Linked DNA regions of Mus musculus: regions 1, 3, 4, 5, 6 and 7 are each linked to region 2. A link is a contact called in public Hi-C, Micro-C and promoter capture Hi-C data. All regions are on one chromosome and are shown on one strand. The core of a region is the stretch at or near the end of the contact, and the rest is flanking DNA. Distances in the headings are between cores, read along the strand shown. Region 1 holds the start of Cdk14 (cyclin-dependent kinase 14). Region 2 holds the start of Fzd1 (frizzled class receptor 1). Region 3 overlaps Akap9 (A kinase (PRKA) anchor protein (yotiao) 9). Region 4 holds the start of Gtpbp10 (GTP-binding protein 10 (putative)). Region 5 overlaps Akap9 (A kinase (PRKA) anchor protein (yotiao) 9). Region 6 holds the start of Pttg1ip2 (PTTG1IP family member 2). Region 7 holds the start of Cldn12 (claudin 12).

Region 1 (3,604 bases), core at 153-2,652, 620 kb before region 2:
TTACTGAGATATGGCTGTCAGGACCCAACATCCCTGCGTTTAAACTCTCTTGACTTTGCTATGGATTCCTGGCTCTCTCCTGTTAGGGGCTTGGCTTGACTAGCTAGCAGCTTTTTATCAGTGGCAATCTACCAAAACCCTGTAATGTGCTCAGCACAGGGCAGAACAAATCAGTGTTCTACCTCACAATTTAAGGAAGGCAGGGGGCTAGTTTTTGTTTTAAGATAAACATCTTTCGACAAAACACAAACTCCCCAAAACTTCCTTTAAACTAAACAGCATTGTCACACCCACAAAAGCTCCTATTACTTACCCAGCCAGATGACTCAAGATCACTAACGTTTCTTTCATAAGGACTTTGCTGGCCCATAATCAGTACACCAGGCCAACCCCCATCTTCCTTCACCCTCCCCTGGGAGACTGACGTTTGGAGCACCTCATTTATTAGAAAAAAAAAAAGACTGTTTTCTGCCGGAACTGTTTGTCCCGGGGCTTTTTAAAAAAGCCACTCTTAAGATCCTTTTCAAGTTCATTCACTGAAGTGGGGAAAGGAGGTGACAATAGGTTGTAAGTTTACCGATGACCAGAGTATCCTGCTGAGGAGTCACCCACAGTGACATTCCTGTCACCCAGAGACAGGGCTGAGGCAAAACGCAGGTGCCCTGACTTCTAGAAGTTCCGGGGTGGGGAGCATTTTCAGCTTTTGCACTGTACCCCAATAAAATGGGGCCTCTCCTGCCCTTTGGAGCACCCACTTTCCCTGCAAATTAAAACCAACCACCCCACGCCATAAAGTCTATCCTAAACCCGAATGCGTCCCCAAGGTCTTCGAGCACCTCGTCGGACACTCCCCAACATTTCCGGGTCGTGGGCCAACACGGACCGCACCGGGTGGACTGGCCCGCCTGCGGGCTGCGGTCCCGGAGCGCGCGGAAGGAGCGCGGCCGCGGCGGGCGGAGCGCGGGCGGCCGGGAGGGGGCGCCGCCCGGGCGCGGCGGGTCCGGGAGGGCGGCGGAGGCCTGGGAGTCGGAGTCGGATTCGGAGCCGGAGCGCGGCGCGGGGTCGCGCGGGGGTCCCGGGCGCCAGGCCTCCGGCGAGGGCAGTCGCAGGTCTCCGTGCAGCGCCGCCCCTCGGGCTGGGGAACTTGTCCCGCTCGCCCGGTCCGCAGCCGCCTGCGCCTCCTCGTCCGCGGACCCCCATCTCCGGCCGCGGCCGCGCGGCTCTTGCTTACAAAGGAGGGAAAATGCGGCGGGCGGCCGCGCAGCGCGGGGGCCCCCGGGCGGCGGGGATGGCGGCAGCCCCCGGCACCACGTAAGACGCCCCCGCGCGCCCAGCCTCGGCCCAGGCCCGAGCCCCGCAGCCTGGCGAGCGCTGCGCGTCGCCCGCGGCCCGCGAGGAGGCGGAGGCGGAGGAGCAGGACGAGGCGCCGCCTTCCCCGCGCCGCGCGCCCTCGCCCGCCGTTGTCTGCGCTGCGCTGCGCTGCGCTGGACCAGTTTCGCGAAGTTGCCGGGGCCCTACGCCGCCCAGATGTGCGACCTCATTGAACCGCAGCCGGCCGAGAAGATCGGCAAGATGAAGAAGTTGAGGAGAACTTTGTCCGAGAGTTTCAGCCGCATCGGTGAGTGTAGTCGACTGTCCCCAGTGTCCTGCGGGCGATCCCGGGGCTCGCTCCCTCAGTCCCCGCGCCCACTCCGTGCTCCGGGCACCAACCAGGCGGCTGCCACCTCGGGGTGAGCTGCGAACCAGGGATGAAGGAGAGGACTCCAGGCTAGGGCAGGGACCAGCTGGAGGGCCATCCCTCTGCCCCCAGGACCTGGGCTTCGTTCGTGGACTGTCTTAAGCCTCCAATTTGAGTTCCTCCTCCCCGCCAATAGTATCTTTGGCGCCCGCAGTGAACCGGAGAGGGAACACCCGGTCCCCACCGCCATCGGGTTTCTGTGGCCACCTAGGTTACTTAAAGCGAGTTGGTTTTAAGTGCTTAGCCAATAATTTAGCTTTGGGAATTGTTGAAACGTTGACATGTGCCTGATGTTGTTTAATGTACTCAACCTAGAGGAAGTGGGACAGATACCTTGGGACCTTTTGTTCCGTACTCCGGGTCCTATAATTGGAGGTTTGGGTGTTCGGTTTGTAGGTCTTGAAACCTTCCAGCTGCTGTGGTGAAGGGTGAGCTGTGAAGTTGTGGAGACATTTATGAATATGTCTCCTGAACTTGCTCCATTAGTGCAGTCCAGAGGCTATTGTCTTCTTTAAAAAAAAAATCAACCAACTTAACAGAGCATAAACACACAGCATTAACAAAACAAAACAAAACAAAACGCTCAAGGAATGTTTAGGATACTTAATGAATACATGCTATAGGCTGCAGCAAGATGACAGCTGTGTCCGGTGGAATGGGTTTGTTGAATCTTGAGTGTTGGTGGCAGAAAGTGCCTGTAAACCTGGAGGCATAGCTGCTACCTAAACTTTGGTCCTTAACTTTCTTTGATACAGGTAACTGTGCAAAGCAAGGGAATCCTATAAGCCCCAAGCCAACACATGGGAGTGTCCCAGCATACCTTCTGGCCTTTGGCTCACCTGTTATGTTAGTGAAAGTTAATTAATTAATCATAAGCTAATTCCTTAAAGCCCTGATGTGCCAGTGAGTGTCTGCAGTCTGAAGACAGTTTGCATGTATGGACAATGAACTATGAAAACATGGATAAATATTTAGTCAAGCTTATTATTATTATTATTATTATTATTATTATTATCAATTTTGTTTGACACTTTGCTTTTCCTGAGAACACTGTAAATCATGTGCAGAAGTCATATTAGTCGTGCCTTTACTTATTACATGCGTTGAATGTACACAGACTCATTTTTCTGAGTTAGGCCTGTGAGTGTGGAGTCCTACATTCAAGTGAAGTTTGAAGCCAAGAGGAGTGTGAGAGTGAGGTGTGGAGTCTGTGCATTATTAACAAGGATGTTTCAGGGCTGGACCCAAAACACCACCCAGGCGGGTTCTGGAGTCCATTAGGGCCTGTTCTAAAGCACATTAGCTAGATAGTTACTAATGCTAATGATTCCGTTGGAGCCCCTCCAGTTTTGTGTTAAATAATTCATTGCAGTTGAGTCTCAGTAAGAAACCAAGGGTAATAATATAAAAATCCTGTATGTTTAAATAATTTTAGGGTTTGATGGCCAATCAGTACTGTTTGGATTAACTGCAGTGTTGGCAGTAGATATTATAGTTAATTGGGCTTCCTGGATTCCTCGGCTTTAGTCGTGTGAGAGCTCCCTTCTGAGTCTAACGCTCCTCACCAATGCCTGGTATGATTATGTGGCCTTTATGTCCATTCTCTAGGAAACAGTACAGCTCAGTAAAGAAAGCTGATAATGTCTTTATTGAAAGAGGACTCAGAAGAGCAGATCTTACTGTGGTACATTGTGAAAGAAATTATTGACATTTTTAAGTGATTTTTGTTGTGTATGCACCAAACCCAGGATATTTATTAGAAAGAGCACTACTGAAAAAGTCATCTTCTATGTTTTCCCTCACACTCAGAGGCAGTGAACTCAGTTTGCTGACTGAAGGATGTTTTTGAGGACCGAGAGACAATGC
Region 2 (3,822 bases), core at 1,274-3,773:
GTTTTCCCTGCCGAGAAAAAGCCTTGCTTGCCATTCTCAGCCTCCTTTCTAGCAAATCTCATCACTAGGTGGGAGATGAAAGTTCTGAAAATTCATTAGGACAGCTTCTGAAACAGAACGAAGTTCCTCACTCTGAAGCAGAACCGAGCCTTCTATACCATTCTGTCCTTTGCCCTGTCCCTTTGAGGAGAAGGTGAGGCTGACATTGGTGGTAAATGCTCGGTGATGCTTCTTGGATGTTAATACATTAGAATAAATCCACTTCTCACCTAGCATGGTCAGCTAAAGGACCTTCAGAGAATGACGCTTGAGACACATAAGTCTTTATAAGAGATGTCTAAGAAGAGAGAGGTGGCTTAGTAAAGAGCCTAAGAGATGAATAAATATCAGCGTGGACGGTGTGACACGTTGTCCCTGGGAGCCTATGGACAGCAGGATGCTATTGGGAAGGTAAGATGAACAATTAGTATGAGTGTTCAAAAAACCCCAGAGAGGATCTCACCTCCTGTCTACCATCAAAATGTGTCACGAGTTACATTCAGCGCAGCACAGTAACAAATATTTGTTACTCGATTGTAGTTACTACCTGTTGGTCTTAAAAACTGCTAGTAATTAATTTTTTTTCTTCAAAAATACTTTAAAGCAAGCTAGACATAGTGGTGTGTACCTGAGGTCCCAGCTACTCAAAAGGTTGAGGCAGGGGGACAGTAATGTTTACACGAAGACTCAAAACACGCTTTACCGTGAACATTACAGCTTCTATGAACATTAAAAAATATAATGATAATGTATCTAGGAGACAAGTACCTGCCATTCTGATTTAATAGGTATTGGTATGACTGCAGGTTCCCTCGGACACCAACGAGCTTCACGGGGCCTGCCCGGATGTAGACAAGCCTCATCTTGAGTGGTGATCTGTACAGTGTATCGGAATGTTGATGTTTCTCCACGCGAGCCTGAGTCCTGCTCCCTCTTTCAGTCGCCCTGGAACCACTTCCCGCTTCTGTGGGGGAAAGCCACCTGCACTAGCTATCTATTGTTTGAACAGTTTGGTTCATGATATTTTGTACCAGCTAAAGAGCCCTTTCTTTCCTGTCATGACCAGGGCATGTTCTCCTTGCCTGCCCCTCAGAAACTTGAGGGGTTTGTTTGTTTGTTGCCTTTTTGTTTTGTTTTCTGTTTTGTGCTTTTCTCTTTTGCATTTTGCATCTATTTCTCCGATGACCCCTCCCATTCCTCATCTCCCGTGTTAGCAGGTCATTTACTTCCCTTGCGTCCCTTTTGAGAATGGGTGGGCACTGCCATCACTGGTGACGTTCCTGTGCCCACTGTACTATGCCCTCCTTTAAATATGTGCCAGGGCTTCCTCTGTGCTCCCTACCTCCTGAGACAGTGCTCACTGTATCATGGATGCTTGGTAAATATCTAATGAAAAGTGAATCTGTATAAAAGAAGATAGAAAATAATTCGGGAACAGTCTCGTGAGATAATATCTAATGAAAAGTGAATCTGTATAAAAGAAGATAGAAAATAATTCGGGAACAGTCTCGTGAGATAAGTCTAATCGAAGGGGGGGGGGACTCTTGATAGAATTAATAAAACATAATAGCACTTTATTGATAAATCCGACTCACACAAGTTCTTGAAAATAAACTTGCAAGAACAAGCATGTGTGTCTGCTGAGGTTGATTATCCTGGTTTGAGTCGACTGACTGACTGTGCTTGGTCTTTCAGACTCACTTTGGTCATGTGTTTTGTCCTTCAAACTAATAGCTTCAGCTTTGACTACTTCCACTGAGGAGGAACTTAAATGACCCAGGCCTCAGAAGTTCCCAACAGACCCTGCAGGGTCCCCAGTGTTTAGAAGCGGCCCTCAAATGGTCCCAGATTGATCCTCCTGTCTGGATGTATGGCTCCCGTGTCTCACGCTGGAGCACCCAATGCGTTGGTTCTCAAGCCGGTTTTCCTCCAGCATTTAATGAATAGCTTCTGTTTTCCTTTACTTCTGTTTCTGATACCATTAAAGAGAAGGGGGAAAGTTTGACTACACGACGCATACTACTCACAGGAGCATCTGGGTTTACAATTTACATCCCACCAAACTTTGCGTTTTGCTTTCATTTGACAGCGATCGGGGGAAATGGCGCGTCCAAAGTCCACCAAGGCCAGTCTGTGAGCTCCACGGTTTATTGGAGTCATAGTTTAAACAAAACCTCGACAGACTTAAATTCAAAGGAAACCCGACTCTCAAGTCAGGGGCACGCAATCAGAACGCAGCACTCAAAGTAGCAGTCTGTGACCAGAGAGTCGAGGGTAGGATTATAAAATATGAAGACAGATAAAAAGCAAGACAGAGCTAAATCCCCGCGGCCAGCCGACTCCTATTCATTATCTCCTGCCGCATATGGGACCATTCTCTTACTTGTCCTCGCCCTTTCTTCTGCAAAAGCAAAAGCGACCTAGCCTGTCCGGCTTCATAGCTACTCTTTGTGCCGGAGCGGAGTCTCTGCCACCGCCACCACTACTTCCTCCACCTCCTCCGGTCTGCTGCGGGCTCCAGTCCGGGCTCGGAGGGAAAGGGCTCCCTTTGCGCTGTGAAGCGGGTGCTGCGATTGGGCGACGGTCCCTGAGCCGCCAGCTCCGCGTCGGTTTCAAGGCTCCTCCCTCCCGGTGAAAGACAGACTGGGGGGCGCCTAGAAACCCGTTGGAGGGCGCGCGAGGGAGAGCAGAGGCTGCGAGTTGAGGGATTGACACAAATGGTCAGGCGGCGGCGGAGAAGGAGGAGGCGGAGGCGCAGGGGGGACCCAGGGCGGCTAGGCTGCCGAGAGTTGGGCGCTCCTCTGCCCGGCTGCGACCACTAACGCGGCGCCGCCTGACAAGAGCCACAGCCTGCCGCGGGCCAGGGAAGAGGGACGCGACCCCGGCGCGCCTGGACCACTCTTGCTCTCCTCGCCGCCCGCGCTTCATGAACCGCAAGTTTCCGCGGCGGCGGCGGCGGCTGCGGGACGCGGAGCAGAATCCCGGGGAGCGGGCAGAGAGCGGCCGCACCCCGACGGAGGGCACGGGCGACCAGCTCTCCCGGATCACAGTGGGAGCCACCACCCGCCGCGCCGCTGCCCGTCCCAGTCAATCCGCGCCGAGGAGGGAGCCGAAAAAGTATGGCTGAGGAGGCGGCGCCTAGCGAGTCCCGGGCCGCCGGCCGGCTGAGCTTGGAACTTTGTGCCGAAGCACTCCCGGGCCGGCGGGAGGAGGTGGGGCACGAGGACACGGCCAGCCACCGCCGCCCCCGGGCTGATCCCCGGCGTTGGGCTAGCGGGCTGCTGCTGCTGCTTTGGTTGCTGGAGGCTCCTCTGCTTTTGGGGGTCCGAGCGCAGGCGGCGGGCCAGGTATCCGGGCCGGGCCAGCAAGCCCCGCCGCCGCCCCAGCCCCAGCAGAGCGGGCAGCAGTACAACGGCGAACGGGGCATCTCCATCCCGGACCACGGCTACTGCCAGCCCATCTCCATCCCGCTGTGCACGGACATCGCGTACAACCAGACCATCATGCCCAACCTGCTGGGCCACACGAATCAGGAGGACGCCGGTCTGGAGGTGCACCAGTTCTACCCTCTGGTGAAGGTGCAGTGCTCCGCCGAGCTCAAGTTCTTCCTGTGCTCCATGTACGCGCCTGTGTGCACCGTACTGGAGCAGGCGCTACCGCCCTGCCGCTCCCTGTGCGAGCGCGCACGCCAGGGCTGCGAGGCGCTCATGAACAAGTTCGGCTTCCAGTGGCCAGACACACTCAAGTGCGAGAAGTTCCCGGTGCACGGCGCAGGAGAGCTGT
Region 3 (3,761 bases), core at 439-2,938, 730 kb after region 2:
GTTGGGGAGCAGTAGGAGCGGGAGGGGATAGGGGATTTCTGGGGGGGAAACTAGGAAAGGGAATAATATTTGAAATGTAAATAAAAAAAGTATCTAATAAAAAATTAAAAATAAATAATTCATATATTGATATAATAATGAAAACATAATGTTACTTTTGTGCTTCACATGAGTAGTATTTACTGTACAATGCAGATTGTATTGTCACTAGAGCTTACAGTCACTCTAAATCAGTGGCTCTCAACGCTCCTACGCTGTGACCCTTTAGTACATCTCCTCATGTGGCAGTGACTCCAACCATAACATTACTTTTGTTACTATTTCGTAACTGCAATCCACTGTTATGAACCACAATATAAATATCTGTGTTCTGTGATGGTCTTAGGAGACCCCTGTGACAGGACAGTTTGACCCCCAAAGGGGGCACAACCCACAGGCTAAGAACCGCTGCTCTAAATAAATGTCCAAAATATACACATCCAATTATTCTTAATTTATACGATATTTAAAATACCACTTAAAATATTATTTCAATGAGAATTCATATGAAATGGAAGCTATATCACCACAAAAAATAAAGCTTTATCTAAACACTTTTACTTGTTATTGGGAACAGGACTTATTCTTTTTAAACGTAAAATATACATTTACTTAGATGATAAAGAAACAAGACCATAAAGTGTGAACCCATTTATATACAAGAACCTTTTTGAATTTAGTCGCAACCCCTATTTCTGAAAGTATTGATCACTTCTGCATATGCACATGCAAATCTCTCCATTAAATCATCTAATTGTTACCTACTAAAAATGGGAACTTAATTTAGGGCCATAACAAAATAGCTGTATTTCTTTCCATACTTCAAATTTATTACAGAAACTCAACAAAGGATTTAAAACAAAATAATAAAATTGCCAAACCTTTGCTTTTATCTCTCATTTCATAAGATGTAAGCTAGCTAGTCAGCCAGTGCATTTAAAGATTTACAATAAAAACACAACAGCAAAAAAACAAAACAAAACAAAAAAGTTGAACCAATCAAACAATAAAACTACCAAATAAATTAGACATGATAGCACAGTGGGATCCAAATTTCACAGGGATAGAAAATCCTCTTTAACCTAAGCTTGCTTAAATAATTAATACTTAAATTTCTCCCAGCCACTCAGGGCATGACTGGTCCCTTCTATGTGCAACAGCATACACTATATAAACAAATCAAATGAAGAGCTTTTGCTCCTCAGCCAACAGCACGGAAGAGGGGTAAAGCATCAGCAACGAGTCTATCACTTCAAACACTGTTGGTGAGGCAGCAAAACTATTCTGAACGTCATCTGCCATGTTAAACATTAGCTAGGATTTATAGTTGAAGTTATTCAAGTCATAGAAACAATGATGATAATCCTAACATCAGAGAATTTCACAACTCATTTAAAGTTCCCTTGAACCGGGAATATCAAACATGCAGGCATTTTATGCTGAACATTTAACCTTAGCAGTGTTTACAAAATACATTTCACCTTAAAGGCTGAAAGGTTATTTCTCTATAAAATTACTAGGCTCATTAAAAGAGAAAGTAAGTCCCCACGGTTGGAAAAACATTTTTTTCAGAATACAGGCTCCCTTCCCCTGGTCTAGAGCTCGAGCCAACAGGGCATCAGATTACAAACATGTTCTAACTGGCTTCCCAGTTCACAAGGCAGTTCTAAACACACAACAGCTACTCTCTCAAACACAGTCACTCCACTTTTTATTTTGGATCAGTATTACACAGGGATACAGGATCTCACAGACACGAAGGATCTTTTTAAATAGTTTGACTGGTGCTGGAGAAATGGAGTATTGCGCTCACACCACTGTCTGATGTCAAAGGCAGCTAAGCTGGAGTTTTAGGAGAAATTCAGCCCCTCCACCCAGCCCTGGTGTACGAGTGGGAGCGCTCCGCCAGCATCAGCTCGAGGGCCGGCTCCAGTCACCTCCATACGGACAACGACATTCCCGTCTCATTACAGTTCACTACAGTTCTCAATGGCTGCTGAATACTTACTGAATAAGGAGGGGTAGGCAGTGAAATTTTAGAAATAAGCTTTACTATATGTCCGTTTCTTCTGTGAGTAAAATGAAAAACAGAAGTGTTGATAATTACTGAGTTACTGTCATCCAAATGTTCACACAGAGGATAAGGATATGGCAGAGGCACTCGAGATTCAACTTCATAGACGTCTTCCTCCTGGTCTTCCAACCAAGAGCCACTGAGCTGGCCAGTGGCCAAGTAGGTCCTGTAAGAATCCATTCTAGATAAAGCTGCCAAGGTTCTCCGTCTGCTCCATCCAATCTACTACTAACTACATCACAGAGTCCTTGTTGATTTATTAAGAGATCCCATACTGGCACAAAGTTTTCTTTTTAATACTCACAAATAAAATAAATTCATATAAACTGAACAACAAAAGATACAAAAGTTCAGCTTAAAAAAAAAACAAAACCTCAAATTTCAAAAAAGGACATTAATCAAAAAATACAAAAGCAACAAATAAATAAATAAATAAATGCAACAAACAAAAATAGTCCCAATTAGAATAATTAAATCCTTGTCAAATGAAAGGACAAGATTATAAAGATCTAACTAGTCGAGCAGTAGACCTGCTCTCAGTATCCAATGCATCTGAGGTAATAAAGAATCTCCTCCTCCGAGGCTGCTGGCCGGCACGGTCAGCTTGTAAATCTCCATGGCGGCACTCTTGAGAAACTCGGCTGAAGGACTTTCCCTTGCTCTTTAAGCCTCTCTATTCGAAAGCCAAAGCGCCTCTGAACTGAGCTCTTCAAACACCGTCCATGCTGAGCCAAAGGTCTCAGCAGTGTCCCTGAGGAACAGGCCAGAGCAGAGGCTGAGACAAATGTCACTGCCTATAGGTGAGCCGAGAGACAGGTAGTCAGCGAGCACGCCCACACAAAAGCCTGCCTGACAGGATCCAAGCTCCACGTCAGAGCTTTGAGAAGGGTATTTAGATAAGTTTATAATGCTATAGAAGGTAAGCTAGTGTTTTCCCATCTCACTAAAAAGTTGCTTCAAGGCTATAAAACAGAAAGTATGCTTCTGTTCGTGTTATTAATTCAAGTCTATCAAACAATCATTATTTCTGAAAAAATTGGTTATTTCCCCATAAATAAGACATTTAAGAAGTCACTGGCCTATAAATGTTTTGGTTATAACCGATTTCTACAGTTTCTAAAATGTATGTTAAGGAAAATGTTCATTGTATAGAGAATGTAATTGCTGTACTTTGTATTATATATAATACTTGGCAATTACATTCTCTGTAACAGCCTTTGAACCCTGACTAAGATGCTAAGGCCCAAGTTGTAAATAACAGCCAGTCTCTGGTAGCTCGAGAAACTTAAGCAACAGCGTGGAAAACAGCCACTCAGAATTTTAAATTTAAAAAATACTGTTGATAATTAAATAGATTCTCAATTATGAAAGTTGCTTAAAATAAGACAAATGGGAAAACCTATACTAAAGCAAGCAGGCAATACCACCAAAACTGTGTTTTATAGTCATTCTAATTCCATAGTCTGTGCGAGCATTCAAATTCTTCCTAGTGAACTAGTAAGCAAGGCAGGAGACGGGGAGAGGGGGGAGAGAGACAGTGACACAGAGGGACAGAGAGAGATTGCGAGTCATTTCCACAGGAAGCTCGGAGCCTGTGGTTGGGAAGTACTGAAGGAGAAGTGTTCACGCTGGCCACTGCTTATCACAG
Region 4 (3,693 bases), core at 562-3,061, 800 kb before region 2:
TGGGGGTGTGTGTGCATATGCTCACAAACACACACACACAGTCATATCTGTGTGATGATATGTGCATATGAGTGCAGGTGCTTTCAGCAGCCAAAAGGGGGCATCAGATGCCCTGGAGCTGTTACATGAGCCTGTGAGACAATTAACCTAGATGCTAGGTCGTGGCTTCTGGTCTTCTAGACGAGTAGGAAATGCTCTTAACCAATGAGTCATCTCTCCAGCCTCATCTCAAGTCAATTTTAACAGCATATTTTTAGGAGAGCGAGTTTAGAGATTTAAAAGGTTTATTCTACTATCTTATTATCAGAATTATAATAAAATATCTTGCTGTGATAATGTTTTGTTTGAGGTATATGTATTTTTCTTTTGCTTACATCATCAATGATCCTTAGCATTTTAGATATCAATTTCTTATTTATATTTTATTTATTGTTATTATATTCTGTGTATGTTATGGGAAAGAGAGTGGGCCTATATTCAATAATCATAAATAAACATTAGAAGGTGTGTGCATTAGGCTAAACATTTTGGCATAATTTAAATGGCAGCACATTTTCTAGATTTAACAGGAAAAGTATGATAACAGCAACTTAATATTCTGGTTTTTAAAATAGTAAGTATATTTATTGAGGCTAACATCTGACATTTGGGTCAATATTTAATGTTAATCTACAGAGGCTAGAACCAACCAACCAAACATCTAAATGAAAATGACAGCTTCAAAGTCCAGGAACAGTAAACTAATCTAGACTGAGCAGTAGTTTCCACACTGTGTACTTCCAAATAGGACTCGCTCCTTTCCCAAATTCCCCATCCTATTGTTTAGGATGCAGAACCTTATCTAAATGAATTGGAGTCCTGTTTTCTAGTCTAGGACTCAGGCATGTAGCAGAATGCCCGTAACTGCAATTTTCAGAGTTTCAAGACTAGCCTTTGCCAGGTTCCAGCTAGGAAAGCGGCCTTAGAGGCGCAGGACCTCGGGCTATCTGTAACTAACTTTAAATCAACCTCATACTGAAAAACGGAACATAACAATTCCTTAAGGTTACTCTCAGCTGCACTGCCCTGGCCAGTGACCATGACTGAGTCACATTTCGCCAAGGATTCTAAACCTAATAATTCTAATGATAGAAAATAATAAATGAGCAGTGAAGGGAGACCCCTCTAGTACGCTCGTGTGCCTTTTTCACTTAAAGACTTGGCAGAAAGATTGGCGAAATGGGCCTGCCATTCAGTGATCTTTTTCTGAAGCTTCCTCTCCAAGCTGGAATGTAATCTCTCGTGTTCTCACAAGGACAGCCTTCAAATGAAAGGTGAAAACTCTCGGCTGAGTCCAGGTTGGGGTTTCTGTTTGCCTCCACTGCACACATCATCCTTTGTAAAAATCTAGATCGTCACACTTCTTTCAATACTTCTGTGCTACAAGTTTTAAGTGACTGGTTCCTGAAGTTTAAGCCTTGGCTAGAAAAATTGCTCAAGCCATCATCCAGCAGTCTTTTAGAGCTCTCGGTGTTTTGTACAAGTGTGTCTGTTGGAGGGGTCTTTCATCGTGAGAAAATCCTGGCACCTCAGGTTCTTCAGCTACCATAAAAATGTTTGTGAGGCAGGCCAGTCTCCAGCGCATAGCGTTCAAAGCGTCAACTCCAGAGACTCCTGCCCGGAGCCCTGCTTCCCCTTGCACACAACTTAGACGAATCTGGGCTCTGCACTCTCCTTCCTGCACCCAGAGGCGTCCAAAGCACACGCCCACCTTCCTCGAGCGCGATGCAGCACGCAGGCGCGGATCCGCTGAGACGTCACCTCTGCGACCAGTAGTGACGTCAGTACGCGCGCCCGACCGAAGTTTGTCCGGATTCTGCGGGCGGGAGTCCTGCCCCTTGGAGCTCATGGTGCGCTGCGGTTGCGCTTTGTTGAGAAAGGTTCGTGACGGGGGTCTCCCCAGCTTTGGTGTCTTCGCCGCTCTCCTCCTGGGTTGTCGTTCCTCGGTTCCCGTCTCCTGGGAGAAGATTGTGTCTCAGTGACACGCTGATGGCCGTTTGGGGTCCAGCTTTAGGGAATTCCTGTATTGTTCCCAAAGCACGTGAGAGGATAATTGGGGACCTGCCTGCGGTTTAGACCCGGCATTGCGGTGCACGTGCCGGCTTGTTTGTTTGTTTGGTTTGGTTCTCATTGTTTAAAAGAGAGTCCATAACCTGCTTTTATACATTTCTCCTCCTTTACACTGCTTTTGATATCTTTCTGAAGACTTTTCTGGAAGTCAGAATGTGTGTTTGCTGTGCCTCATATAGAGATTTTACGTCAATTTTTATGTAGTGCCTGTCTTAAAATCCACTTTTATAACAATCTGCAACCAACCGCTCAATTAAAAAAGAATCTCAGTGAGCTTAACTGGCAACGGTGTGTGAAAGCTAGAGGTCATGTACATAAGCTGTTGTTAGGAACAGCCATTATAAATGAGAGTCCTTAATAAATATGACAAATCTAGAAAATAAAGAAAAAGTCACATACTGAACACAGCTTTAAAAGCCCTTACCAGGAATATCTCAGGGTGGTCAACCTTCAGTTTGTTTTTGTTTTTTTTTAAACCCACAGATTTTTTTGATACCCAAAAGTACTGCAGATTACCAAAAACGTGAATATTAATTTAAACGATTGCTCTGTAATTTGAAAGCCTGGGATTATGACACACTGGCTTTATAAGAAGTTACCTACCTAGTGAGGGAAACTAAATGGAAAGTACCAGAGGATATAATCCAGTGTCCGAGGAAGCCTGAAAAGCCAGTCAGTGAGAGTGATGGGCCAAGGAGGCCTCAGATCATACAACCATAAGCCATAGTTTAGTTGTATTTGAGGATACATTGAAACTGACACCAGAAAATGGGTTTATGATAGAAAGAACAAATGATAATCTAAACAGAGGAGAAAGCATGAATAGAGTGGCAGGGAGAGTGGGCAGCTCAGAAAAGAACAGGAAGGCTCCAACAAATGACAGCTGTCCCGGTGAGATCCGGTGAGGGCTTTGAATCCAGCACTGTAAACTTTATTATTTCAGAAGCAGTAAAAACCCAAAGTCACGACTGTTTCTGAGTAAAGAGAGACATAGACATCGGGTTCACTTAAGGGGGAAAGAGATGCTCTTGGCTCATGGTGGCGGATGCATTAAGAAGGAATGATGAGACCCTGAAAGACCATTTGGAGTTCACAGTCAAGATTCTAAGAGGACAGAGGTCCTGGAAAGGAGTTAGGCTTCTTGGAATGCAAAAATTTTGGGGAAAAGCCATCTGTTTGTTCAGTCTTGGTGAGCAGATAAGCTTTGATAATTAACTGAGGGGACAGCTTTTTGCTGTTGCTGCTGATGATGATTTTAAAATATTTGGGGGCTCAGTGGTTAAGAGCACTAACTGCTCTTGAGTTCAAGGTCTTGAGTTCAAATCCCAGCAACCACATGGTGGCTCACAACCATCTGTGATGAGATCTGACGCCCTCTTCTGGTGTGTTTGAAGACAGCTACAGTGTACTTATATATAAAAACATTTTGTTTTGGAGGGAACCCAAAACAAAATTTGAGTGGGTACCCACCAGGTTACTTATTTAAAGGGTTTCAAATGTAAGTGAAAGGCACTTCTGCTTTCAGTTGTTTTAAACTATTAATAGCTTAACTTTTCCCGGGGATTGGAGGTGGGGGCGGGGAGA
Region 5 (3,627 bases), core at 55-2,554, 680 kb after region 2:
GTATTCTGTGCTCAGGAGACAACCTAACAGATTGTAACCACGGACCCAACTCTGTGACATGCCCTTAATCTGTGTTAGGAGTAAGAATAGCTCTGTTGCTGGAGTGGTGCTGCACACCTGTAATGCTGTTATTCAGGACCTGCGGCAGGATTGAGAATTTGAGGCCAACCTAGGCTACGGAGCAAGACTAACACACTCCCCAAAATAAAACCTCTTTTCTCTAAAAGTATGTGTACTGGCTGGTCTTAGGCACTTGACACAAGCTAGGGTCATCAGAGAGAAAAGGAAGCCTCAGTTGAGGAAATGCCTCCATGAGATCCAGCTGTAAGGCATTTTCTTAATAAGTGATCAATGGGAGAGGCTCCAGCCCACTGTGGTGGTTCCATCCCTACGCTAGTGATCCTATGAAAGGCTGACCGTGACATGAGGAGCAAAACAGTAAGCAGCACTCATTTATGGCCTCTGCATCAGCTCCTGCCTCCAGGTTCCTGACCTGCTTGAGTTCCTGTCCTCACTTGATGATAAACAGTGATATGGAAGTGTAAGCCAAATAACCCACCTTCACCCTCGGGATTTGCTTTTTGGTCATGGTGTTTCCTTGTAGCAAGAGGAACTGAAACTCCGTTACAGTTTTAAGAGGCTTTTGAAGACTCCCAGTGAAGGCCTAAATCTCTGCTGTTAAAGGCTCCACATTAAAATTCTCTGAGAAAGTTTTACTGGTTTGTATTCATGAATTTGAACTTGTGCTTCAGTAAGTACAGTTCATGAAATCTGGGCATATGGAAGCTTACATCCTATTTGCCTGAAATAGGTTCCTTTTAGTATTATCTTTGGTTATTTAGGTAAGTCACTCTTGTTATCAATGCCCCATGAGAAATCAGGTATTTTCATAACAAGTTACAAAAGTTGCTCACCTCTCAAAAGTGTGCTTGTCTCTTACTGAGTGGTTGTTAGACTTTTAGGTCATAGATGTTACATTTGACGTGTTAGGTTAAAACCTTGATTAAAGTTTGAAGACTGTTTGTTTCTAAGTAACAGATTTTCTTTGCCAGTGTAGATGTTTTGTGTTTATTATTCCTAGAGGGGTTCTAGACTTTGATCAAGTCCCTCCTTTTACTGTGTGGTTGTTAAGACTTTTAAGTCATAGACGTGTTAGGTTAAAACCTTGATTAAAGTTTGATGATTGTTTCTAAGTAACAGATTTTCTTTGCCAATGTAGATGTTTTGTCTTTATTATTCCTAGAGGGGTTCTAGACTTTGATCAGATTGGTAGATTCCTGGCAGAGTTGTGACTTGAGTAAGGCTGTCCTGTTTACTGTCTAGTTTTAGACTTTGACATATTTTCAGTGCTGAGATTTAAAAGGGCTCAAGCACTAGAATTCCAGATTGAGATACTGACCACAGACGAGCTATTAAGTTATTGTGAACAACACAGCAGAGGCTGAGGGCCATAGGGTGTTAGTAGGGTAGACTAGCAGTAGGGTAGATTGGCTGGCAAGCACCTGTCCATCTGCCTTTTCCCGACTGAACTGTCTTGACTTGGCAACTGTATTAGTTTTTTAAAGAGTTTAATGCACAACTTTCCTGCTCAACTAGTTGCTTTAGAATAGTTTTGATATTTTTAGAAAGCCTAGTTGAAATTTGGGAAATAAAATTAGAAATTCCCAGCAATGCACAGCTTTGTGATTGTCTTCATGTAGTGCAGAGACCATTAATAGTGAAACACTCTTTTCCAGATGTAAACCAATACCACAGCTATTTTAGTCAGTGCAGTGCTAGTAGGGAGCCCTCTGGAGAACAGTATTCTCTCTGAGACTTTTCCAATTAGAATTTGGCTGGCTTAGCAGGACGCTTCCTGATTTTTGCTACACTCTTATGGATACAATTTAATATTGAGAGCTGATTTCTGCGTCTAGATTTGTAAGTCTCTTTGGACATAAGAACACGAAATGTAATAAAACATGGACTAATCATAAACACCAGTGCCACCTTAGTGTTGAAAACAGGCACATTAAGAATGTTCTTTAATGAAGGCAGAGCAAAACCACACTTTGGATCCTGAGCTGAGACAAGTAACAAGATGATAGGGACCACGAGTTGTGGCTTAGTGAAAAATCAAGAAGGTTCAACTACAGTAAGGTGAAAATGGTGAGGTCTTTTTATTTCAGTACTTGACAAAATACCCATAAAGTTCAAAACTTTGACCATTATACAAAAATAGGTCTCTACAAGTGATATGTTGTCTTCATCACCAGTAGCAAATATATTAAGCAGAAACATGTAACTTCAGTAGCTTTGTAAGAAAAGCGCAGGGCACCGCAAGGTACTCGTCCAGCAGCACTGTCATTTGAAAAAGTTTAATCTTTTCACCCACCTGATAAATACACAAAGTTTATAATTTAATCACTTAAATTAGCATTCCACAAATATACATGTAATTTAATGATTACTGTGCATGAACACACACACATTGCTTATATACACAAACTCCAGTTTGTCTTCATGTGCTGCTGCTAAGGATTTGTATACAATCATAAGCTGTGCATGTATTGGTCCCATCGAATATTCACAATACAAAAGCACAAAAGAGCCATTGATTTACAAAAGGGAATCTATTTAATATTCAATTAATGTTTCAACGGATTATCTCCTCATGCCAAAGTGAAATTGAGTAGTGGACCCTGTAAAATAGAAAACAAAGCAATTAGACTTTGCCTATATAATGGCATCCAGCTGACATGGGCAGATGGATCTGTTTAACACCATCTCAAAATGTTGGGGGCCCGTGACATTTTTCAGTGGTCAAGGTGCTGCCAAGCCCAACAATCTCTGAGTTTGATTCCTGGAACCCACATAGTGGAAGGAAAACCAATATGCAAATTTTCTCATTGCTACAGCATGGTTGTGCACACACATACACAAATGAAACCTGAAGGTAAATGAAACCTGAAGGTAAAACTTATTTTTTAAGTAATAATGTATGGTGTGTGTGTGTGTGTGTGTACGTACACATGTTTGTGTGAGTGCAGCACAGAATGCCCTAATTCACTGGATCCTGTAGAGATGGAGGTACAGGCAGTTATGAGCTGCCTGAGACGCAGTGTTGGGAACCACAAGTAGGTCTCTAGACAACAGTTTGTTGTTTCTCACCCAAAGCCATCTTCAGCCCTCAGCTTAACTATAGCTCCAAGAGGCTGACTATATTTAGAGGTTACCTTGACTGCCCTATAGCAAGGGAAGCGAGAGAGAATGCTGATGTATTTCATGAGCACTCTTAAGGTTGCTTGAATGAAAAGCTAAACTACCTCTAAACAACTGCAGTCGGCAGTATGTGGTATTAAAAAGAGTCCTTAAAAATGACCAGGGACTGACGAGATGGTTAGGTTAGAAGCACTCTAGAGGATCTGGGGCCCAGCAACCACATGGTAGCTCACAATCATCTATAGGACTCCAGTCCTTTTCTGGCCTTTGTAGGCATCAGCCATGCATGTGGTACACAGACACACATGGACAGAAAACATCATACATACAGAATAACTAAAAACAAGCCAGCAAATAAAAACAAATCCATCAAAGCGGATGGCTAGCCCAGTAGCTTAAACTAAAATGATAGCCTTTGGGCCAGTA
Region 6 (3,720 bases), core at 61-2,560, 720 kb before region 2:
AACATTTCAGGTTCTGCTTCCATGTCAGGAGCTGCACCATAAGAGCCAATGAGCAGCAAGAAGCACACTTCCTGAGATGACGGAAGGGTGTGTGTGTGTGTGTGTGTGTGTGTGTATGTATGTATGTATGTATGTATGTATGTATGTGTATGTATGTAGCAGCTAACTCCAGTTGCTTTCCAAAGGCACTAGCAATTCACAGTTGTGCCAAAGGTGGCTTGCCCCACATGTCCAGCAGCAGGGTTAGTTTCCTTTGTAAACGGTTGCCCACCCGATGAACACAGCATCACAGTTCATTACTACTCTTTTTTTTTTTTTGTACTAGCTATGATTTTTTCCCCTCGGGATTTATTTCCTACTTGGACTTTACTTTTCTATAAATGGGCTCTTGATATCCCTGCTCATTTTCTCATTTTGCATTTGTGTCTCCCCTGCTTGTGAGAACACATTTCATATTACAGCAAACAGTGCTCTGTTTCATGTCTGCCTAATAGACAAGGAAAAAACCGAATTCTTGATCATGTCTTTCCTCCTTTCTTACGGGTCAATAGTAGATACTTCATTAGTAAGTCACAATATAGATCATAAATATGTGAGGAATATGGGAAACCATTCCATCATCCATTTTTAAAAACAAACAGAATGGTCATTGCTGAAGGACACATTGCCATCGTCTCCCATCACTTAGCGTTCACTCTCCATGCTCACACGGAGTCAGGAGTGCTCCAGGCCCAGTCGTTCTGGATCAACCTCCCCCAATGCCTGCCTTGTCCTTTAATTGTGTACAATTATTATATATCTGAAAGTTCATTTTTTTAAAACATAGATTTACCTTAAAGGGGAAAGTTTATATCCTTGTCATTGTATATTTTAACTACTAAAAGATTATGAAAATAAGAGGTTCATCTGTATACTACCTAAAACACACCATATGTTGACCAACTGCATTAGAACACACCAACTGTCCCAGCCAAGTCAAGGGCAGGACTAGAAGTTTTCAGACAGTGAGTTTCACAGCCTCCTGTGTACCACACCGAGCAGGGTAAGATCGTAGAGATTCATTTATATCTGAGGCATGCTATCCTGAATGGCAAACCACTTTATATATTATGGACATTGGAAATTAGAACTTAGTCCTTTCATCAAAAATCAACAATATGTCAGAAAAACAAAACAAACAAACCAAGTAGGCTTTGAGGGCAGAGAAAGAGACCTTGATCAAGTCCAGCGGACAAACTGCACGTGGTATTCAGGGCTTGAGACTAGTGCACACCCGGAGTGTGATCTTGAAGTTCTTATTCTAGCCAGAACATTCTAAGATTCTGCTAATTATGCTGGCATGAAAGGGTCAGAACAGGAGGGCCCAGCGCCCAGGGCTGGGCAGGTTCCCTGAGCAGGATTATCCTGTCTAGTCCGGTACCCAAAGGGGGAGAGGAGCCATGTGCTGGCTGAGGGCATGGAGCCACATCCTCCTGCCCGTTTTCCTCTCTGTAGCTCTCATCCAGCTGATTTTCAACTTATCTGACCATAAGACTAAAACCCACCATCACTGGAAGCGGAAAATCGAAGCAAAATACGTTGAAAAGGGTGAGTGACTTGTGAAATCAGGCACAGTGCTATGGCTGTACCCCACTGGCTTTTTGGTTGGGGTATCCTGACTGGCTCAATTGTCCGTTTCAAAATTTGCCTTTTGGTGGTGGTGGTAAGACATGTTTAAGGGAGCTTTATGTTTTGGGGGAAATCTTGTTAATATTGGACTTGTTCTTCCTTTTACTACCTAAACTGTATTGATGAGAGCTGGAGGTATAAACTGGCTACCCGTTTTAATATAAAAAGAACTTCAGGGCTGGCAAGATGGCTCAGTGTTAAGAGCACTGACTGCTCTCCCGAAGGTCCCGAGTTCAAATCCCAGCAACCACATGGTGGCTCCCAAACCATCCGTAATGAAATCTGATGCCTTCTTCTGGAGTGTCTGAGGACAGCTACAGTGTACTTACATATAATAAATAAATAAAAAAAAAAATAAAAAAAATAAAAAAAAGAACTTCAAAGAAAAGTGACCATTTTCTCCATCTTGACAACTCCCTCATTGCCAGAGGCCAGACATGTTGCTTGGGGGACCTCTCATACTTATTCTGGTTCCTATGTGATTTTAGGGTTACCAGGAAAGACAGATTAAGATAAAAATTACTTCTGGTCAAGAGGTTGGAATTTATGGCTTGGGTAGAGACCCAGCATTCCATTTGAGGGGGCTATCCATCAGGCCAAGGGGCTATCCCTAGGAAGCCAAGCTAGAGAGAGAGACAAAACACTTAGTCCCTTCCTGAAATGATGTAATTTGTTTTCCCAGAGTACCTGCCCAGGTGCAGCAGCTCACAAAGCTGCACGCGTGAATCTCAAGTCTGACCACTTCTCCTGAACTCTTTACATCTCTTTTTTATAAGCGTGCTTTCCCCAACACTTTGGGCTCCTGACTTCTCTAAGGCCTCTCCTATTCCCACTGTGAGGCTGTGTGTCAGCCATGTATCTGACCTCCATGCTGGATCAAATAGCATGTCCTTTTTCCTTCTTTTCTCCATTGTCCTTCTTTGGCCAACTACTGAGATTTATAGCTTCCCTCCCTTGGGCATTGTTTTGTTCTTTTCCTTTTTAAAGATTTACTTATTTATTGTATGTGAGTACACTGTGCTGTCTTCAGACATATCAGAAGAGGGCATTGAATCCCATTACAGGTTGTTGTGAGCCACCATGTGGTTGCTGGGAATTGAACTCAGGACCCCTGGAAGAGCAGTCAGTGCTCTTAACCACTGAGCCATCTCTCCAGCCACTGTTCATTTCCTTTTAAACATGAATAAGATTGCTCTTGAGCTTAAACAAAAAGCATAGCAATTTTAAAATTAAATAGAGAGATTTCAAGTTAAAAATCAAGTAAAAGAGCCTGTGGCATTTTATATTGGCACGAAGTTCAACAAACCATGATGACACACTAATGACCTCTTGTTTACCTAAAATATGTTTTTAAAATGGATACAGCAAAAGCACTATTTAAGAAAGAACATCTGACAAATTACACATTTATGTGGGAAGTCAACAGATCAAGTGCAGCATTGGGGCAGAGAACATTTTCCAACAAAGGCAGGGACAGTTAGTTTGTTAAGAAAAGATGCACTTCAAGCTGAAAAGAGTTGGGGTATTTACACCAGCTAGCACATGGTTTGGGGTGTCATCTGCAGAGTGTAGGTTTTCCTCTCCTGATGCAGTTCTATGCACAGCTTTGTGTGCTTCATGTCTCATTAGCTTCTCAATGCCATCCAGGAGACCGTGTTGGTATTGTAATAATCTAGGCTCTCTAGAGTGCCTCTCCACCTATGCTAATCTAGTTGGCCTTGGTCTCCTGGTCTCTAGAGATTGGAGTAAGGGAAAGGATTAGAAGGAGGCTGTTCTGGCCTTCATTTTTGCCACCTTGTTCTTTTCATATGCTAACTTTGTAGCCTTTGCAAAGGCCTTCTGAATTTCACTCTCTGCCCCATTCCCTCACTCAAATCACCCCTGAGAACTGTGATCTCACAGTGAAAAATGATGACTTGCCTTCTGTAACAACTTCTATATACTATATATGATCCCTGCCTGTGAGGGCCAGAGCTGTTAGTCCCAAAGATGACAGGAGAAAGGTCACTGACACAACTCATCATGACCCATATAATTAAAGCAAGCAATTCA
Region 7 (4,097 bases), core at 1,071-3,570, 760 kb before region 2:
ATAATAAATAAATCTTTAAAAAGAAAAAAAGAAAGAGGGGGCTGCACTGCATTTCTCAAAGTAATCTCACAAAGTGCTCAACAAGAAGAACATAGAAAGAAAGTTTGTTCTGGCTTACATTTGAGAGTACAACCCATCACTGTGGCACTGGCATGGGAGGAGAGGAGCCATGAGGCACCTTGTCCACACACAGGAGGCAGAGAAGCTGGGGTCAGAAACAGGACTGGGGTTACAAGACCTGTGTGCTAGAGACCCACTTTCTCCAGTTCTGCTTGGGGGCTGACTGTTTCTTGCCTTAGATAGACTCGTTCACCATCTGAAGCAATATGGCCATCATGAGAAGAGGATAGCAGTGGACAGATAATAGACTTTTCTCCCTTTTTGAGTAAAAGTCCAGTTGTTACTATAGCAACACAAAATGGAAAGTATCATTAGCCAAGTCCTTGTTATATGTGAGGTACTGTTGTGCTTTTCTATGTTTTCCTTCTTATAAGATTTAGATTAATTTAATTTTCATGATTTTCTGGCACAAACACACTGTTCTACAGATGGAGACCATAAAACACAGCGGGTCTTCTTGTCCAAGGTAACAGCAGGGCAGAGTCAAACAAGAATGGGGTGGGATCGTTTACAGTCCTGTCAACTCTGAGAATTGAGTATCCTTTTTTGAGAAATTGCAAGTGAGAAGCTACAGACCATTTAAATGAATAGTATACAAAAAAAAGTGTGTACTTGCTTAGATTCAAAAGTTGTTCCCTAGCCTAGAGGTTCTTTGCAATTGATACCTACTAGGAAAGAGATCAGTTTTATCCAAAAGGACATCAACCACAGGAGCAGTTGGCTACTGCAATCAAGACTCCACGTCTTCTTGATTAGATTTGGTTTGGGACTTTTTGTTTGCTTTATTGAGTTTTGTATGTTTGATAAATAACATGAAGTTGGGTGGGTAGGGAGGTGAGAAAGATCTGAAAGGAGTTGGGGGAGAGGGAAATATAATCAATATTTGTATGAAAAAATTAAATAATAAAAAACTTGTCATCACAGAGGCCTGGGATATGGGAGGCGCCCAAGAATTCTATGGGGGTGACCTTAGCTGTGACAGCAATGGAGATTTGGAATCTGAAGAGCTTACTTCCTGTAGCGAGACAGGAACCCTGGTGGAGTGATAGAGACACCGATCCACACATAAAACTTTCAACCCAAAATTTATCTTGTCTACAAGGAATGCAGGCACAGGTGATGGAGCAAAGACCATCCCATAGGCAAGCAACAATCCCTGACACTATTAATGATACTCTGTTATGTTTGCAGACAGGAGCCTAGCATGGTTGCTCTCTGAGAGACTCCAATCAGAAGCTGACTCAGACAGACGCAGACACCCACAGCCAAACAGTCTCCAGAGCTTGGGGACTCTTACTGGAGAATAGGAGGAAGGATTGCTGTGCCCTGAAGGAGATAGGAACTCCACAGGAAGACCAATGGAGTTAACTAACCTGGACCCTTGGGGCTCTCAGAGTCTGAACCACCAACCAAAGAACAAACACAGGCTGGACCTAGGCCTTCCAGCTCATATGTGGGCCCCAAACAACTGGTGTAGGAGCTACCTCAAAGCTGTTGCCTGTACTTGGGCTACGTACCTGGCTGGGCAGCCTTGTCTGGCCTCAGTGGGAGAGGAAGTGCCTAGCCTCACAGAGAATTGAAGTGCCAGGGTTGGGGGGTCGAGAGGGCTCCCCGACTCAGGAGAGGGGGTTGATGGGGATAGGGGCAGTGTTCAGGATATAAAGTGAATAAGAAAAAAAAAAGATAATTAAAGAAAAGAGTTGTCAACATCGACAGTTTTTGTTTCTCTATTTGTGTGTATGTATATAGTGCGATGGAATCAACTGGAATTCACAGGCATCATTTTTGCTCTTTTTAACTTAAATACTGTGTATGAGTCCTTTGACATATTTATCTGCACAGGATGCACATATCAGAGAAGACGAGAGAGGATAGCTGATGTGTAGAAGAGTCAAATTAGAATACTTAATAATTAGTTTTATGTATGGAATTTTGCTGCAGTAGGGTATCTTTTGCCTATAGTTAACCCCAGAAGTAACAAGCAAAGTGCCCCTTGTAAATTTGTGTGGCTATGGAGTTAGACCTTTTTTTTTTTTTTTTTGCACTTAATGAACAACTTTTGATTGAGTAACCAAACGAATCTCAAATTTGTCCCTCATGCGTGTGATTGAGAGCATTCTAAAGCAAGCCGTAAACCTATCCCTAATAAGGTGCAAGAGGAAACGAGGGAGGCGGGACCCGGAAGAAGGAGGTGGTCTCAGGAATTGGCCCGCGGCCAGCGGCCCGATGGATGCTAGGAACTGTAGTTCCCGGCAGCCAAGGTATTCCCGAGCGGAGCCAGGGGAGAGCCTGACTGGTTCCCTGAAGCCTCCGGGGCGGCTTCGCCAGAACGCACTTCCGCGGCAGCGGAGGGAGACCAAGGAGCCGCGGCTCGGAGTGGGTGAGCGGGATGCCCGAGCCGTGAGGAGCCGGTAGGTGTGGTCAGGGACGCTCCCGTTTCCGAGTCTTTTGCAAGTAGTTGAAGGTGTTGCGTGAAACGGCGAAGCGGCGGCGAGTCGGCATTTGAAAGGTTGCCCACATGGGTGGACGTGGAAAAGTGGCCGAGGAGGTATTTGGTACCGCGTTTACAACGTTTTCGTCCCCTCCGAGGAGTGTGGAGCCGCGTTGCCGGGGCAGCCGAGGGCTGGGGGCGGGCGGGGGTGCGAGCTGCGAGCTGCGAGCTGGCTGCTATTTTGGACCCAGCGGCTGACGGCGCTGGTTGTGTAACGCTGACCTGCTCGCTCTCCCCACGCACCGGGCAGGGGTGGGCGAGCGGCGAGCGTGCGCCCGGGGAGGGCTCACGCCATTGGCTGGGCGCAGCCGCCCCCCCTTTGCCAGGCTCGGCCGCTCGGGGTCTCCTGAGGACGCGGCTCCCACCCGGACGTGCCGATCTGGCTGCTGCTGTCCCTCGACACTGCCCTGCTCTGCGAAGGGGCTAGTCTTCACTGCAGAACTGCTATGCCAGGTGACCTCATGGCAAAGGTTGCCCAGGGGTCCGATTGGGGTCATTGATTGTAAAACGAGCCCTTCTGACTTCGAAGCAACAATCTTGATTGATAACAACTCAAGAATCGTAGATGGGAGGTGGGGAACCTCGATGGAAATCAGCACCCAGGCCACATCCTGCATAATTACTGTAATAGGGCCAGCGATAAACGCCTGGATCCAGGAAGCTGCCAGGCGTTTATGAGTTTTTCACTCATCCTACCTGTTTGAGTTAACTAGTATTCCAACAGGAAGTCACTCCTCTTTAGAGATATGAAAACATACCAAATGGCAGGTTGAGCCAAGGACGATAGATACCACACAACATAAACTAAAAAGGACATACTAGTTGCAAATTTTAGGTTGTACAGAGCAGATTAGTTTTGTCTGGTTTTATGGTAAATACCGTCTTTTAAACATTTTAGAAAACAGTGCATTTCTTTTCATTCCAAGGCAACTGCATGGTGCTTTCTTTCACCGTGCTCCTTATGACACGGTAGGCAGGAACTAGATCTTGAAAAATAAATCTATTAATTTTTTTCTTAGATTTCTAACCCAGTAAAGTGATTTGTGATTTTTAATTTTAGCCTTAATTATCCCGAACTTTCAAATCACAAAATAAGAGTTATTTTCCTTTGAGGCTCATATCTAATAGTGAATATAAGAATAAATTGCCTGTGCTATTTTTTTTGTTGTTGTTGTGTTTTTGTTTTTGCTTTGTCGTGGTGCTGGCGTTTGAACTTTGGGCCTTCTACATGATGGGCAAGCATTGTAGCTGAGCTACACCCCTAACCTTAAACTGCCTTTTTGAAAAACTTATTGCTTGCCTGTTTGGCTGTAGCATTTTATTATTAAGTCTAGACAATTACTGCCCCCCCCCCCCCCCCAGTTATATGTGAGTTAAAATAGAGTTGCGAAGGAAGGACTGTAGTAATTTGGAGCATTTTTCTACTTTGGTAGGTCCAGATTATCTCTGCTTTGTGTGCAGATGTGCTCCTGTTGCATCTGAGTTC

The links. Promoter capture Hi-C pulls out the DNA fragments that hold promoters and counts their contacts. A called contact is a pair of places that touch in the nucleus more often than the background predicts.
Region 1: a promoter capture Hi-C map of embryonic stem cells shows a contact between it and region 2, with 22 read pairs. The contact joins the promoter of Cdk14 here to the promoter of Fzd1 in region 2. A contact is called at or near these places in 3 of 39 promoter capture datasets (embryonic stem cells, hippocampal neurons and second pharyngeal arch cranial neural crest), 6 of 484 Hi-C or Micro-C datasets (all in embryonic stem cells) and 4 of 115 datasets of contacts at active chromatin or transcription factors (astrocytes, embryonic stem cells, neural tube and 1 more).
Region 3: a Hi-C map of uterus shows a contact between it and region 2, with 5 times the contacts expected there. The contact joins the enhancer-like site here to the promoter of Fzd1 in region 2. A contact is called at or near these places in 4 of 39 promoter capture datasets (the 3T3-L1 cell line, the SN4741 cell line and second pharyngeal arch cranial neural crest), 1 of 484 Hi-C or Micro-C datasets (uterus) and 1 of 115 datasets of contacts at active chromatin or transcription factors (astrocytes).
Region 4: a contact with region 2 is called in a promoter capture Hi-C map of stem cell-derived epiblast-like cells, with 2.2 times the contacts expected there. The contact joins the promoter of Gtpbp10 here to the promoter of Fzd1 in region 2. A contact is called at or near these places in 7 of 39 promoter capture datasets (the 3T3-L1 cell line, cranial neural crest, hippocampal neurons and 3 more) and 1 of 9 other capture datasets (pancreatic islet).
Region 5: a promoter capture Hi-C map of liver shows a contact between it and region 2, with 2.4 times the contacts expected there. The contact joins the enhancer-like site here to the promoter of Fzd1 in region 2. A contact is called at or near these places in 5 of 39 promoter capture datasets (the 3T3-L1 cell line, the SN4741 cell line, cranial neural crest and 2 more) and 3 of 115 datasets of contacts at active chromatin or transcription factors (embryonic midbrain, forebrain and neural tube).
Region 6: a promoter capture Hi-C map of stem cell-derived epiblast-like cells shows a contact between it and region 2, with 5 times the contacts expected there. The contact joins the promoter of Pttg1ip2 here to the promoter of Fzd1 in region 2. A contact is called at or near these places in 2 of 39 promoter capture datasets (hippocampal neurons and stem cell-derived epiblast-like cells) and 1 of 115 datasets of contacts at active chromatin or transcription factors (the NIH/3T3 cell line).
Region 7: a contact with region 2 is called in a Micro-C map of embryonic stem cells, with 4 times the contacts expected there. The contact joins the promoter of Cldn12 here to the promoter of Fzd1 in region 2. A contact is called at or near these places in 4 of 39 promoter capture datasets (hippocampal neurons, liver and stem cell-derived epiblast-like cells) and 2 of 484 Hi-C or Micro-C datasets (both in embryonic stem cells).

Annotation. Positions count from the first base shown.
Region 1 is chr5:5,378,049-5,381,652 of GRCm38.p6, reverse strand. It overlaps Cdk14 (cyclin-dependent kinase 14), which reads left to right and starts at 1,402. Exons shown (of 15, transcript NM_011074.3): 1 at 1,402-1,618. The coding sequence starts at 1,528.
Region 2 is chr5:4,756,917-4,760,738 of GRCm38.p6, reverse strand. Fzd1 (frizzled class receptor 1) reads left to right here and starts at 2,523. Exons shown (of 1, transcript NM_021457.3): 1 at 2,523-3,822. The coding sequence starts at 3,159.
Region 3 is chr5:4,022,453-4,026,213 of GRCm38.p6, reverse strand. The region is part of intron 21 of Akap9 (A kinase (PRKA) anchor protein (yotiao) 9); the gene reads right to left. Among named protein-coding and RNA genes, the nearest start is that of Gm40260, 53 kb to the left of the region's middle. Within about 2 kb of position 1,688, at least 112 of the 459 cell types and tissues checked have an H3K27ac peak or open chromatin away from gene starts, as enhancers often do. A contact at or near this core is called in second pharyngeal arch cranial neural crest and uterus, where this site is marked.
Region 4 is chr5:5,557,659-5,561,351 of GRCm38.p6, reverse strand. It overlaps Gtpbp10 (GTP-binding protein 10 (putative)), which reads left to right and starts at 1,811. Exons shown (of 10, transcript NM_153116.2): 1 at 1,811-1,919. The coding sequence starts at 1,887.
Region 5 is chr5:4,078,713-4,082,339 of GRCm38.p6, reverse strand. Akap9 (A kinase (PRKA) anchor protein (yotiao) 9) reads right to left here. Exons shown (of 48, transcript NM_194462.2): 48 at 2,136-2,681. The coding sequence ends at 2,644. It overlaps Cyp51 (cytochrome P450, family 51), which reads left to right. Exons shown (of 10, transcript NM_020010.2): 10 at 1-1,666. Among named protein-coding and RNA genes, the nearest start is that of Gm40260, 3.3 kb to the right of the region's middle. Within about 2 kb of position 1,304, at least 13 of the 459 cell types and tissues checked have an H3K27ac peak or open chromatin away from gene starts, as enhancers often do. A contact at or near this core is called in liver, where this site is marked.
Region 6 is chr5:5,476,733-5,480,452 of GRCm38.p6, reverse strand. Pttg1ip2 (PTTG1IP family member 2) reads left to right here and starts at 1,310. Exons shown (of 7, transcript NM_001200025.1): 1 at 1,310-1,587. The coding sequence starts at 1,440. Gm30325 (a long non-coding RNA gene) reads right to left here and starts at 1,286. Exons shown (of 5, transcript XR_868230.3): 1 at 1,184-1,286.
Region 7 is chr5:5,513,199-5,517,295 of GRCm38.p6, reverse strand. Cldn12 (claudin 12) reads left to right here and starts at 2,320. Exons shown (of 4, transcript NM_022890.2): 1 at 2,320-2,531; 2 at 4,045-4,097.